Regions from separate parts of the Mus musculus genome. Here all the other regions are linked to region 2. The links are chromatin contacts, called in public HiChIP or PLAC-seq and promoter capture Hi-C maps. All regions are on one chromosome and are shown on one strand. The core of a region is the stretch at or near the end of the contact, and the rest is flanking DNA. Distances in the headings are between cores, read along the strand shown.

Region 1 (3,625 bases), core at 886-3,385, 410 kb after region 2:
TGCATCCAATCCAACTCTGTGAATGGTCTCAAGTGTAGGAGAGGTAAGGAGATGGGACTGGCTGGGTAGCTCAATGGTTTTAAGGCGCTTACCTAACTTGCAGGATGCCCTAGGTTTAAGCTCCAATACTGTACAATAAATTATGGAAGTACATATCTTGGAGGAGAAGAACACAGGCTGCCCTGCAGAGGACCTGGGGGAGCCAAGGCCATCCTCTAACCTCTGAAGGCACTGCAAGCCTGTGGTGCATTTACAACCATGTAGGCAAAATACTCATCCACACTAACTAAAAAATGTAAAAGGCTAGAAAGATAGCTCTGAGGCTAAGAGTACTTACTACTCTTGCAGAAAACCAGAGTTCAGTTGCCAGCACCTATGTCAGGCAGCCCACAACGGTCTCTGACTTCAGATGCAGAAGAAATGCCTTTTTCTGGCCTCCAGAGGCAGTAAGTATGCTTACACACACACACACATGCATACACACACATGCACGCACACACACACTCATGCACACACATGCATACACACACATGCACACACACACACTCATGCACACACATGCATACACACACATGCACGCACACACACACTCATGCACACACATTCACATACATACATACATGCTCTCAGAGACTTAAAAGAGGTGAGAACAGGAGAAAAAAGTGAGACTAGCCAGGGTGCTTCAGGAAGGAACCTTGAAGCTCTCAAGACTGGGAATATATTGGCGAAATGCTATGGGTTAATTTTGACTGGGTCTGGGGCCTGAGGTAGAGACAACTAAGTAATGAGTAGAAATTGCATATTGACAGCAGGCAGGGCCGCACCTCCTGAATATTCTCTCCCAGGCACTAGGGAGCCATAGCAGGTTCTTAGCAGGGGAGGGATGGAATCGGCTATGTGCTTTAGCCAGCCTTGCGTCACTAACTTCCTTTCCCACTGTGGTCCCAGACAGCAGCAGCCTTCCAAGGCCTTGCTGTGCCCTGAGTCTCAATCACTGTACCTCTTGTTATGTGCAAGGTGCTATCCCAGGTCCCTCCCCCTGCCTGGCCACCTAAGTCCTTTTCACTGACCATGCCACATCTGACATCCACAGTTCATTCTTTATAACACACTGAATGGAAGGAGGGGGACAGTGGCTGCAGCTCATTGACTCTGACAAGTAGAGGGTCCTGGGAACCAGAGGCCTTGCTCTAGAATACTGGCCCTCCCCCTTCTTAGCTTGTGATTTTAAATAACCCAGCCTCTCTGGTTCAGTCTCCTGCAAAAACAGGCTTAGTGGCTGGGACTAGATGTTAGGGGTGTGTGTTGGCACTGTGTCTGCTCCACTTGCTATTCCTTCCCCAACTCTCTGCTAACTTAGACATCCAGAGACCCCACACCTGAGGCAGCCTTGGCTAGAGCCCTTCCCAGTCAGCTGCCCGCCTTCTCCACCCTCCACCTCCTCTCACAGGCTGAGGTTGCAGCTCATGCTGGTCCGCAGCAGGTAGGCCTTGGCGTTCTGTATTGCCAGCTCACGAGGCTCGGGGTCAGGTACCTCTCCAACAATGGGCATGAAGCCCAGGTCAGAGGGCCTCAGGTGGAGGGAGGGGTCGTCTCTCAGGTAGGGTCCGTGCTGTGTGTCCTGGCTGAATATCTCATCCTCTCTTGGATACAAGTTGAGCTGGCCCAGGATTCCAGAAGCCGAGCCTTGGTAGGTAGACTCCAGTTGTTCTAAGAGGTCCTGGCCCTGTGGGAACTGCTCCATCATCCTGCTATCATCCAGGTAACCCTGTTGCGAGAACTCCATGGGAAAGCCTGGCGTGTAGCCTAAGGGCATGGACTGGTGGTACTCGGTGCCTTCATCACCTTGAACATCTGGGACCAGGCTGGACCTCTGTGGCCAGTGGGGTAGACCAGTTCCCTGCAGGTCCTGACTGCCCTGACTGCTCCGACTGCCCCGCTGCGGAGGTGGTCGGTTCAACCCATCCTCTGGGATGGTTAACAGAGGCTGAGAGTACTCTTGACTCCGTGCCCTTTCTGAGCCTTGGGAAGCCCTCCGGGTTTGAGAGGGGTCAGGATTGGGCGGTGGTTCCCCCATGCCTCGGAAAAAGTGTGCTGCCCTATCCTGGACCCTGCCTGCCTACCGTTACTTTACCAGCGCGGGGCGCCCTCAGGGTGAGAAACGGTGTGCGCAGGCGCAGTCTAACACAGGCACATCCTCAGGATTTCTAACCTGGCGCAGCTACGCCCTCTTTTATTTGTGTTAAGGCAAAGCTCCAGGAGGCCCCGTCCCGCCCCTCCCCTCCCCCCAAACTCCCGCAGCTGTCAGCTGTTCCCCTTGCTCTCGGGTTCCCTGGTTTCTGGGCTGGAGGTCTTCAAGGCTTCTTCCACAGCATGGCTGAGGTTCTGGGGGCTCCGCTCATCCTTGGAGCTCGACCCGACTGCTGCTGCCTCCTGGTGGCGGGAGAGGGCAAGAAGCAGTGGGTCAAGAGCTAGTTACCCACTCAGACCCATTCCCAGGGCTCTGCTGCAATCTATTCCTACCTTAGGCAGGGGCCCCTCGAGACTAGAGTCCAGCAGTGTGGTTTCAGCCAGCCCCGAGTCGTCGTCCATGCTGATGAAGATGGCCGGGGTCTCGCATTCGGGACCCTCCTCCCGGTATTCCATGACCTCCTCAGCTGGGGTGGGCCCAGCTCGGGCTGCTGCTGGCACCGAGGGCGTTGAGGACACACAGGCAGCGGGCGCTCCGATGCCTGTGGGCTTCTGCTTCTGTTCCTCCTCCAGCTGCCTCTTCAGGGCCTTCTCCTGAGCCAATCGCAGGCCGATGAGGTCCTGAGGGGGCCGTGGGGCAGGGGCCGGGGCCGGGGCCGGGGCCGGGGCCGGGGCCGGAGCCGGGGCCAAAGCCAGAGCCAAGGGCTCCAGGTCATCCTGGGGTGGGAGAAGCACTCAGCTCAGGAAGGGTACACCTAACACACACCCGCATCCTACCCCCACCCACGCATCAGGGTAGAGAAAGCAGAGCACTCAGCGCTGCTGAAAGCAAAGAGCGCACATCGCATAGACTTTCCATCCTGGTGCAAAGGTGTGTGGGGTCGGCGGCCATTTTCCTTTACCAGGGACAAAATCTTGGGAGACTGTGGGTTTAATGAGCGGACGTCTTGGGGTGAGAGGCACAGGTAGGTGGGCGTCATTGCGCTCACCTCTTCCAGGGGCCCTGAAGGTGCTTCCTTGACTTCGGGCTCCTGCTTTCCAGTGGCCTCCAGGATGGTCATGATGGAGTTGGGGATGTGTGCTTGCTAGGTGAAGGGAAAGGCACCTCTCAGAACCCCATAACATAGAACCAAACCTTCCAGAGCTTTCCTGCTCACTCGGCTCCACTCTACCACACCCAGTTACCTGGTGGGGAGTGAAGGAGCGCACATGGGCCAACAGTGGCTCCCGGAGCTCAGGGCACTTGTCAAAGACTGCGCCAAGCTGCTGTGGAGGTAGCTGCAGGATGACCTGGAAACTCTGTGGCTTGGTGCGCTGGCAGCACTTGATGAAGCCCTCCCATACCTTGGGGTACTTCCATACCTGTGGGGCAGGAGGGGGGCCGTTAGGCACAGGTCCAACCAGCCACCTCCTTCCTGAAGACACCGCCATGACC
Region 2 (3,581 bases), core at 652-3,151:
CTGAATCTAGTCCTGCCCAGGCTTTATCTGCCACTCACTCAACCGGTCTAATCCCCACTCCCAGAGCTGGCTCTGGTACCCATCAAACTGTTCCCAACATATTCCCAGCATACTCCCAAACTGGCAGCAGCATTTACCCCAAACCTCCCCCCCCTTCCCTTTCCTGGCTCCGACACCTCCCTCTGCAACCTGGCTCCGACATCCTGCCCTCTCCAACGCCCTCCACTGCCTCCCGGTGCCCAGGCCCCTGACTCACTTCCGAGCCTAGAGCAAGCCCCCAGCCTCCCGCTTCTGCAGGATGTCTAGGCCACCAGCGTTTCCCTCTCCAGGCCCCTCCTCCTCTTCCTCGCTGCCAGCCTTTCCCCAAACCCTCCTCCTCAGAATTCCTGACACCCCCAAGCCCCCAGCATGGAGCCGGGTGTGGTGGCGCAGCCTCCTGTAATCCCAGTCCCCGGAGGCTGGGGCCGGAGGACCACATGCTTTTGAGATTTTTGAGGCCCAGGTTTCAAGTGAGACCCCGTATACAGACAATCTCTAAATGCGAAGATTATGCCTTTAATCCTGGCAACTCCGGAGGTCAACCTGAGTCACGTGAGATCAAAACATCAAAAGCCAAGGCAGGGGACGAGGCTCAGTTGGTAGAGTACTTGTCTGGCTTGCAAGAAACCCTGGCTTCCCACCCCAGCAGCCATGCAGGGCTGCAATCCACACACTGGGGAGAGGGAGGGCAGGACCAGAGCGTCAGTATAGTCTTTGGGTATATAGAAATTTGACACCAGACTGAGCAACGTGAGACTCTGTGGGAATTTTGTTTTCTTAGTTTTTCTAGACAGAGTTTCTCTTGTAACCTTCAGTGTTCTGGAACTCACTCTGTAGACCAGGCTAGCCCTGAACTCACAGATCCACTCACCTCTGCCTCTTGAGAGCTGGGATTAAAGTGTGCACCACCACTGCCTAGCTGAAAAATTATTAAAAAAAAAAAAAGTCCTAAGGTCCATGTTCGAAAACTGATCCTTTTAGGTTACACATCCTTGAGCCTGACTCTGACATCAGCATCACCAGCCGGGGCAGCCTTCATATCCTATCCTAGCCTCTCTTGATCACTCTCTCTCTCTCTCTTTATTTTAATTAATTAATTAATTTTGTATGTGGGCACACAAGCCATGGTCGGTATGTGGGGTTCAGATGTGAACTTGCAATCGTCGGTCCTCTCTGCCTTGTGGGTCACAGTGACTGGATCCAGCTCTTCAGGGCAGCAAGCATCTACCTGCTGAGCCATCTTGATAGCCCTTCCTTTCTATTTAATTAATTAATTAATTAGTTAATTAATTAATTAATGGAGACAGAGTCTCAATCCCTAATCCAAGCTTGTTCAAACCGGCCAGCCTCCTGCCTCAGCCTCCGCTCCTTAGTGCTGGCCCTGCAGGTGTGAGGAGCCTGTGTGTGTGTGTGTGTGTGTGTGTGTGTGTGTGTGTGTGTGTGTGTGTGTGTGGCTTTCTGGTAGCTGCAACCCTCCTCACTGGAGGCAGCCAGGCACTGGCTGCCCACCCCACGGGGGTGTCCCCATCCAGTGTCAGAGTGTCAGAGTGCATTAGACCTAACATCCCCATCTCCCTCAGCCAGGAGTGGACCCCATCTCTACAAGTCCTTCCTACCTCTCTGGATCCCAGAGCCCCAGTCCCTGCCGCCGCCGCTTCACCGCAGCACTCACCAAACCCAGCCTTCAGCCTGCATCTGCTCACCCAGCCCTCCTGCCTCCAGAGTTCTGGGTTCTGATGAGGTGTCCCATCTTTGGAAGAAGTTGGGGGCATGCTTTCTTCACCCCGACACTCACCTTCTGTCTGTGCCTGTCCTTCTGTCCCCTCTTGCTGTCCAGTCCCCAGACTACTTGGGCCAGGACTGCTGAGAGCTTGGATCTAGGGGGGGGGGGGTTGGAGGAGGACAATTTCCTGTCAGGAAGCCCCTCCCTCTCTGGGGCCAGGGGCTGGAAGGCCCCATTATCTGTCTGCCCTTCTAGGCCAGGCTGTGGTTGGGCCCTGCTGTGACAAGGGCCACAGACCCCTCTCCCCGCCCTTACCCCCCCTCCCAGCTTTGCCGGAATCCGCCCGCCCTCCTGCCTGCTTTTCACGCCTCCCAAGGTAACAACATCATCCTGTGTGCCCAGGGGAGACACCCTGAGCTGGACAGGGGCCCACAGCTGAGCTCTGGAGTAATGGAGGTGTGGATAGGGTCTCAAGGGAGCATGTGTTCCTCTTGTATCCTCTGCTGGGGGACAGGATTCAAAGGAAACTCCACTGGTCCCAGAGGCTGGATTGAGGACCCAGTGGGGTAGCCCTGTCATGGCTTTTAAAATGTAGCTCTCGGCCAGTGGGGCGGTGGTGGCTCATGCCTTTAATCCCAGCACTGGGGAAGCTGAGGTAGGTGGCATCTCTGAGGCCAGCCTGGTCTACAGAATGAATTCCAGAACAGCCAGTGACTCATAGCAAGATTCTATCACTCCTCTGCCTCTGTCCCCCACTGTGGGCCAGTCTCCCAGGGACCTAGCTGTATTGTATCATAACCACAGAGCACCTTCCATCAGATGATAGACTCAACTGCACGTGCATGCTCTCCTTTTTTCTCCTTTTGAGACGGGGCCTCATTATGTAGCCCAGGCTGGCCTAGAACTCACAAAGATCCTGCCTCCCAAGTGCTGGGATTGAAGGCTTAGGCCACCTTGCCTGACTCTTCTTTGCATGTATGTGTTGGGGGTGCCGGGGAATTGAACTCAGGGCCCTGTGCACGATGGTCATGTGCTCTGCCATGATACTACTTCCCAGTCAATCCTTTACAGATTCCCCAACCCGCCCACTCCAATGAAGGTGCAGCAGATCTGACTTTTTTTTAAGTGTATTATTTATTTATTTATGTTTGTGAGTGACTACAAGTATTGCGTGCATGCAGTGCCCAAGCCCACTAGAAGGAGACAGATCCCCTGGAACTGGAGTTGGGTGGTTGTCCACTGCCCCGTGGTTGCTGAGAATTGAACCCTGGTCCACTGCAGAAGCAGCCAGTGCTCCTAACCACTGCTCAGTTCCGTTCTCCAGCTTCACATTCATACTTTTATGCCTTTCGGTTTAATGGATCTTTATGCACTCCCAGGGTTGCAGCAGAAAGTGCTAACATCCGATTCCAGAACATCTCGGTCTCCTTGAAGCGAACTCATGGGCTACAGCAGTGTCCCCCCACCCCCACCCCCCCACCCCCCCCCACCCCCCCGCTTCTCCTTTCCAAAGTCCCAGGAAGCCAGGAATCCAGGGTTCTTGGTTTCTCCACTAAGTCTCCCGCTTTTGAACATTTCGTAGGAACTATATTGCTCGGTGTGACCTTTTGTTTCTGGTTCCTTTTACGAAATGTAACATTTTCAAGCTCCATACACTTTGTAAGCCTCAGTCTCCACCCCTTGGAAATGAAGTTTCATTGGAAAGGGGAACAGAAAGACCCTGAGTAAGTAGAAAGGCAACCATCTGCCCCCTGGTGGTGTATGTGAGTACTGCAGCTGTCAGAGCGGGACCATTCCACTTCAGGGACCCTTTCTTACC
Region 3 (3,503 bases), core at 430-2,929, 330 kb before region 2:
TGTGATTCTGGGGGTGGAACCCAGGGCTTTTTATGTTCTGGACAAACATTCACCAACTGAGCTACATCCCAACCCAGCCCCAAAGATCCCAAAGATGGGCCTTCTGTTAGGTTTTGTTTGTGTGTGTGTGTGTGTGTGTGTGTGTGTGTGTGTGTGTGTGTGTGTTGGGGATGGATTGGGTGGTTTGGGAGAAGTTTGTTTTTCTTTGGGTTTATGTCTGTTTATTTACGTGCGTGCATGACTGTGGACACATGTGGAGGTCAGAGGACAGCTCATATTACTCCCTTCTCTCCTGCCACTCTGTGGGTTCTGAGAACCAAATTCAGGCTGTCAGGATTGGTGAGGAGCACTTTCACCCAATGAGCCAAATTCCCAACCCCGTTCGGTTGTTAGAAACAGAACCTTGCTTTGTAGCCCAGGCTGGACCATAATTCAACATCTTTGTTCTCTTCTTCCTGAATAATTAGGTTTAAAATTATCTGAAAACACATTCAACTTCAATTTTTTATGTTTGTTTGTTTGTTTGTTTTGGAGACAGGATTTCTCTGTGTAACTCTGGCTTACCTGGAACTCTCAATGTGTAGACCAGGCTGGCTCTAAATCAGAAATTAGTCTCCCTCTGACTCCATCGTGCTGGGATTTTTTTTTTTTAATAATAAAAGATATTGTACCAGGCATGCCCCGTGCCTTTAGTCCAAGCATTTGGGAGGCAGAGGCAGACAGATCTCTGTGAGCTTGATGCCAGCCTGGTCTACAGAGAGAGTTCCAGGACGCCCAGGGTTGTATGGTGAGATACTGTCTAAAAAAACAAAGCTAGAACAACAAAGTGTGTGTGTGTGTGTGTGTGTGTGTGTGTGTGTGTGTGTGTGTGCTTACCCAGGGTGTCTTCAGAGGACAGAGGCTTCAGATCTCCTGGATCTGGAGTTTTTGCCAAACAGGGAGGGAGAGGAAGGGAGAGGAAGGGAGAAGGAGAGAGTGAGAGAGCAGGCAGGCTGAGGAGTCAGTACCGGGCCTAGCTGGGGTGGTGGCTGGCTTGCTGGATGCCCTGGGTGCCCTGGGGCAGAGAGAACCGTGTCCACGGCGCCCTCTGGTGGCTGTCTGAAGCATAATCAGGGCGGACCTACAGGTCTGGCAGGTTGGGGTGCAAACCTGCCCGGCAGCCACTTCCTGCAGCCCTGTGCATTCCTGAACGCCACTTTCCGCCACACCCCTTTCACCTCTTTTGAAAATCTGGGTACTTAAACTGTAACTAAATTTCCCTTACCTGCCACGGGAGCCCGAACTCCGGTGGTTCTAGTACCTTACCTCGGGGACATAGAGTAACTACTTGACTTTCTGTTCTTAGAAGACTCAGCTCTCTGACTCCCCTATGAAGAAAGACTGACAGCTTCAGCCACAATTCATGAAAGGGTGCCTTGTCCCAGAGCCCTACTTGCGGAACCACCTCTTTTCTCAACACCAATAAATCCAGACTCTAGCCCTCCTCTCTCAGACCCAGGGGTCTAGTCCCAGCTCTCCTCCCTCAGACTCTACAGGCGTCCAGCTTCAGCCGTCCTCCCTCAGACTCTCCAGGCCGGCCCCTTTTACCTACAGTCCCCTCCTGGTCCTCCAGGACCTGCCCCCTGCTCCCTCTTGGTCCCGCCCCTACCTGGAGCCTTTCCCCGCCACACCCCTCCGTCCCAGTCCCAAGCCACCCGAGGGACCCATGGCTGCGGCGGCAGCCCCGCGAGGGTGGCAGCGGGGCGAGCCACGCGCGCTTAGCCGGGCGGTGAAGTTGCTCCAGCGCCTAGAAGAGCAATGCAGGGATCCCAGGATGGTCACGGGGCCCCCGTCCCTGCGGGACCTGCTGCCCCGCACCGCGCAGCTACTTGGAGAGGTGGCAAAGGCCCGGCGCGAGGCCAGGGAAGACCCCGAGGGTCCCGGTGGCGCCGATGACTTTCTGGCCATCTACCTGGCCAATCTGGAGGTCAAAGGCAGGCAGGTGGCGGAGCTCCTGCCACCCCGAGGCAAAAAGGACGTGAACCAGGATGTTTTCCGGGAGGGCTCCAGATTCAGGTGAGCGCTAACCTACCTCAGAGACAAGTCACAAACTAGTGATTTCCGGATTGTGTGCCACCAGCCGCCTGTTCCCTCAGACCCAGGGGTCCAGGTTCCACCCTCCTCCTTCAGACCCAGAAGTACAAGCTTCAACTCTCCTCAATCAGACCCAAAAGTCAAGACCCTTTATTCCATCAGACCCAGGAGTACAGGTCCAGCCTTCCTCCCCATTATTCCCCCCTTTAAGCACCCTTGCCTCCAGGCCCCCTTTCTTCCTTTTGTAGATCAGCTTGAACCTGGGGTGCAGGCGTGTGTCTCTCCTAGAAGAGCAAACTTCAGCTGGGCAGTGGTGGCGCACGCCTTCAATCCCACTGGGAGACAGAGGCAGACGAATTTCTGAGTTCGAGGCCAGCCTGGTCTACAAAGAGTTCCAGGACAGCCAGGGCTACACAGAGAAACCCTGTCTCGGAACAACAACAAAAAATAAAAGAGCAAACTTCCTGTTGGGGAGGCAGGATGAGTTGGACCCACCTGTCCAGCCTGAGAAACAGGCCAGCCCCCACTCCCACCTCCACTTCCACCTGTCTGGGTTCCAGCAAAGATGTCTGTTCCAAGGATCTTAGACGTGCCTGCCCTCTGGCTTGTGGGACAACTGCATAGAACTGGAGCTGGAACCCAGAGCAAGGTCTAAACTGGTGATTTGGGTCTGGCTCCCTAGCCTTGTTGTGACTTGCCTGAATAAATAAATATATATATCACATATATATATATAGTATAATATATAGAGACACACATGTGCATATATATGTGTATATATATGTATGTATGTGTGTGTGTATATATAATGAAAATACATATCTCTTTTTTCTTTCTTTCTTCCTTTCTTTCTTCCTTTCTTTTTTTCTTTCTTATGTAGTTCCAGCTGGCCTTTAAACTCGATCTGTAGACCAGGCTGGCCTCAAACTCACAGAGATCCACCTCCCTCTGCCTCCTGAGTACTGGGGTCAAAGGGCTCTGGCACCACAATCAGCCCAGAGTAATAAACTGGTTCTCTTGTTTGGTTGGTAGATTGGTTGGTTGTTTTTGGATCCCATTTCTCTGTGTAGCTCTAGCTATCCTGGAATTCCCTCTGTAGACCAGGCTAGCCCAGAACCCACATAGATCCACCTGCCTCTGCCTCTGAGAGTAAAGGCCGTACCACCACTGCTCAGTTACAGATTTCTTTTGTTGTTGTTGTTTTTTGTTTTGTTTTTGTTTTGTTTTTTCGAGACAGGGTTTCTCTGTATATCCCTGGCTGTCCTGGAACTCGCTTTGCAGACCAGGCTGGCCTCGAACTCAGAAATCCACCTGCCTCTACCTCCGGAGTGCTGGGATTAAAGGCGCGCGGCACCACGCCCGGCTAGATTTCTTTTTTATCACTTGGAATTAGCTTTCACTGTTAGTGTGCATACACTGGTCAGAGTCAG

The links. Promoter capture Hi-C pulls out the DNA fragments that hold promoters and counts their contacts. HiChIP or PLAC-seq counts read pairs in DNA pulled down with a chosen protein or histone mark.
Region 1: an H3K4me3 HiChIP or PLAC-seq map of bone marrow-derived macrophages shows a contact between it and region 2, with 5 times the contacts expected there. The contact joins the promoter of Rsph6a here to the promoter of Exoc3l2 in region 2. A contact is called at or near these places in 1 of 39 promoter capture datasets (maxillary cranial neural crest), 1 of 115 datasets of contacts at active chromatin or transcription factors (bone marrow-derived macrophages) and 1 of 9 other capture datasets (pancreatic islet).
Region 3: a contact with region 2 is called in a promoter capture Hi-C map of pre-B cells. The contact joins the promoter of Cblc here to the promoter of Exoc3l2 in region 2. A contact is called at or near these places in 1 of 39 promoter capture datasets (pre-B cells), 1 of 115 datasets of contacts at active chromatin or transcription factors (embryonic stem cells) and 2 of 9 other capture datasets (adipose tissue and liver).

What each region holds. Positions count from the first base shown.
Region 1 is chr7:19,053,197-19,056,821 of GRCm38.p6, reverse strand. Rsph6a (radial spoke head 6 homolog A (Chlamydomonas)) reads right to left here and starts at 2,135. Exons shown (of 6, transcript NM_031255.2): 1 at 1,449-2,135. The coding sequence starts at 2,077. It overlaps Sympk (symplekin), which reads right to left. Exons shown (of 27, transcript NM_026605.2): 24 at 3,376-3,552; 25 at 3,180-3,275; 26 at 2,524-2,907; 27 at 2,200-2,433. The coding sequence ends at 2,305.
Region 2 is chr7:19,461,607-19,465,187 of GRCm38.p6, reverse strand. Exoc3l2 (exocyst complex component 3-like 2) reads right to left here and starts at 1,901. Exons shown (of 12, transcript NM_001370800.1): 1 at 1,835-1,901.
Region 3 is chr7:19,794,985-19,798,487 of GRCm38.p6, reverse strand. It overlaps Cblc (Casitas B-lineage lymphoma c), which reads left to right and starts at 1,679. Exons shown (of 12, transcript NM_023224.5): 1 at 1,679-2,055. The coding sequence starts at 1,706.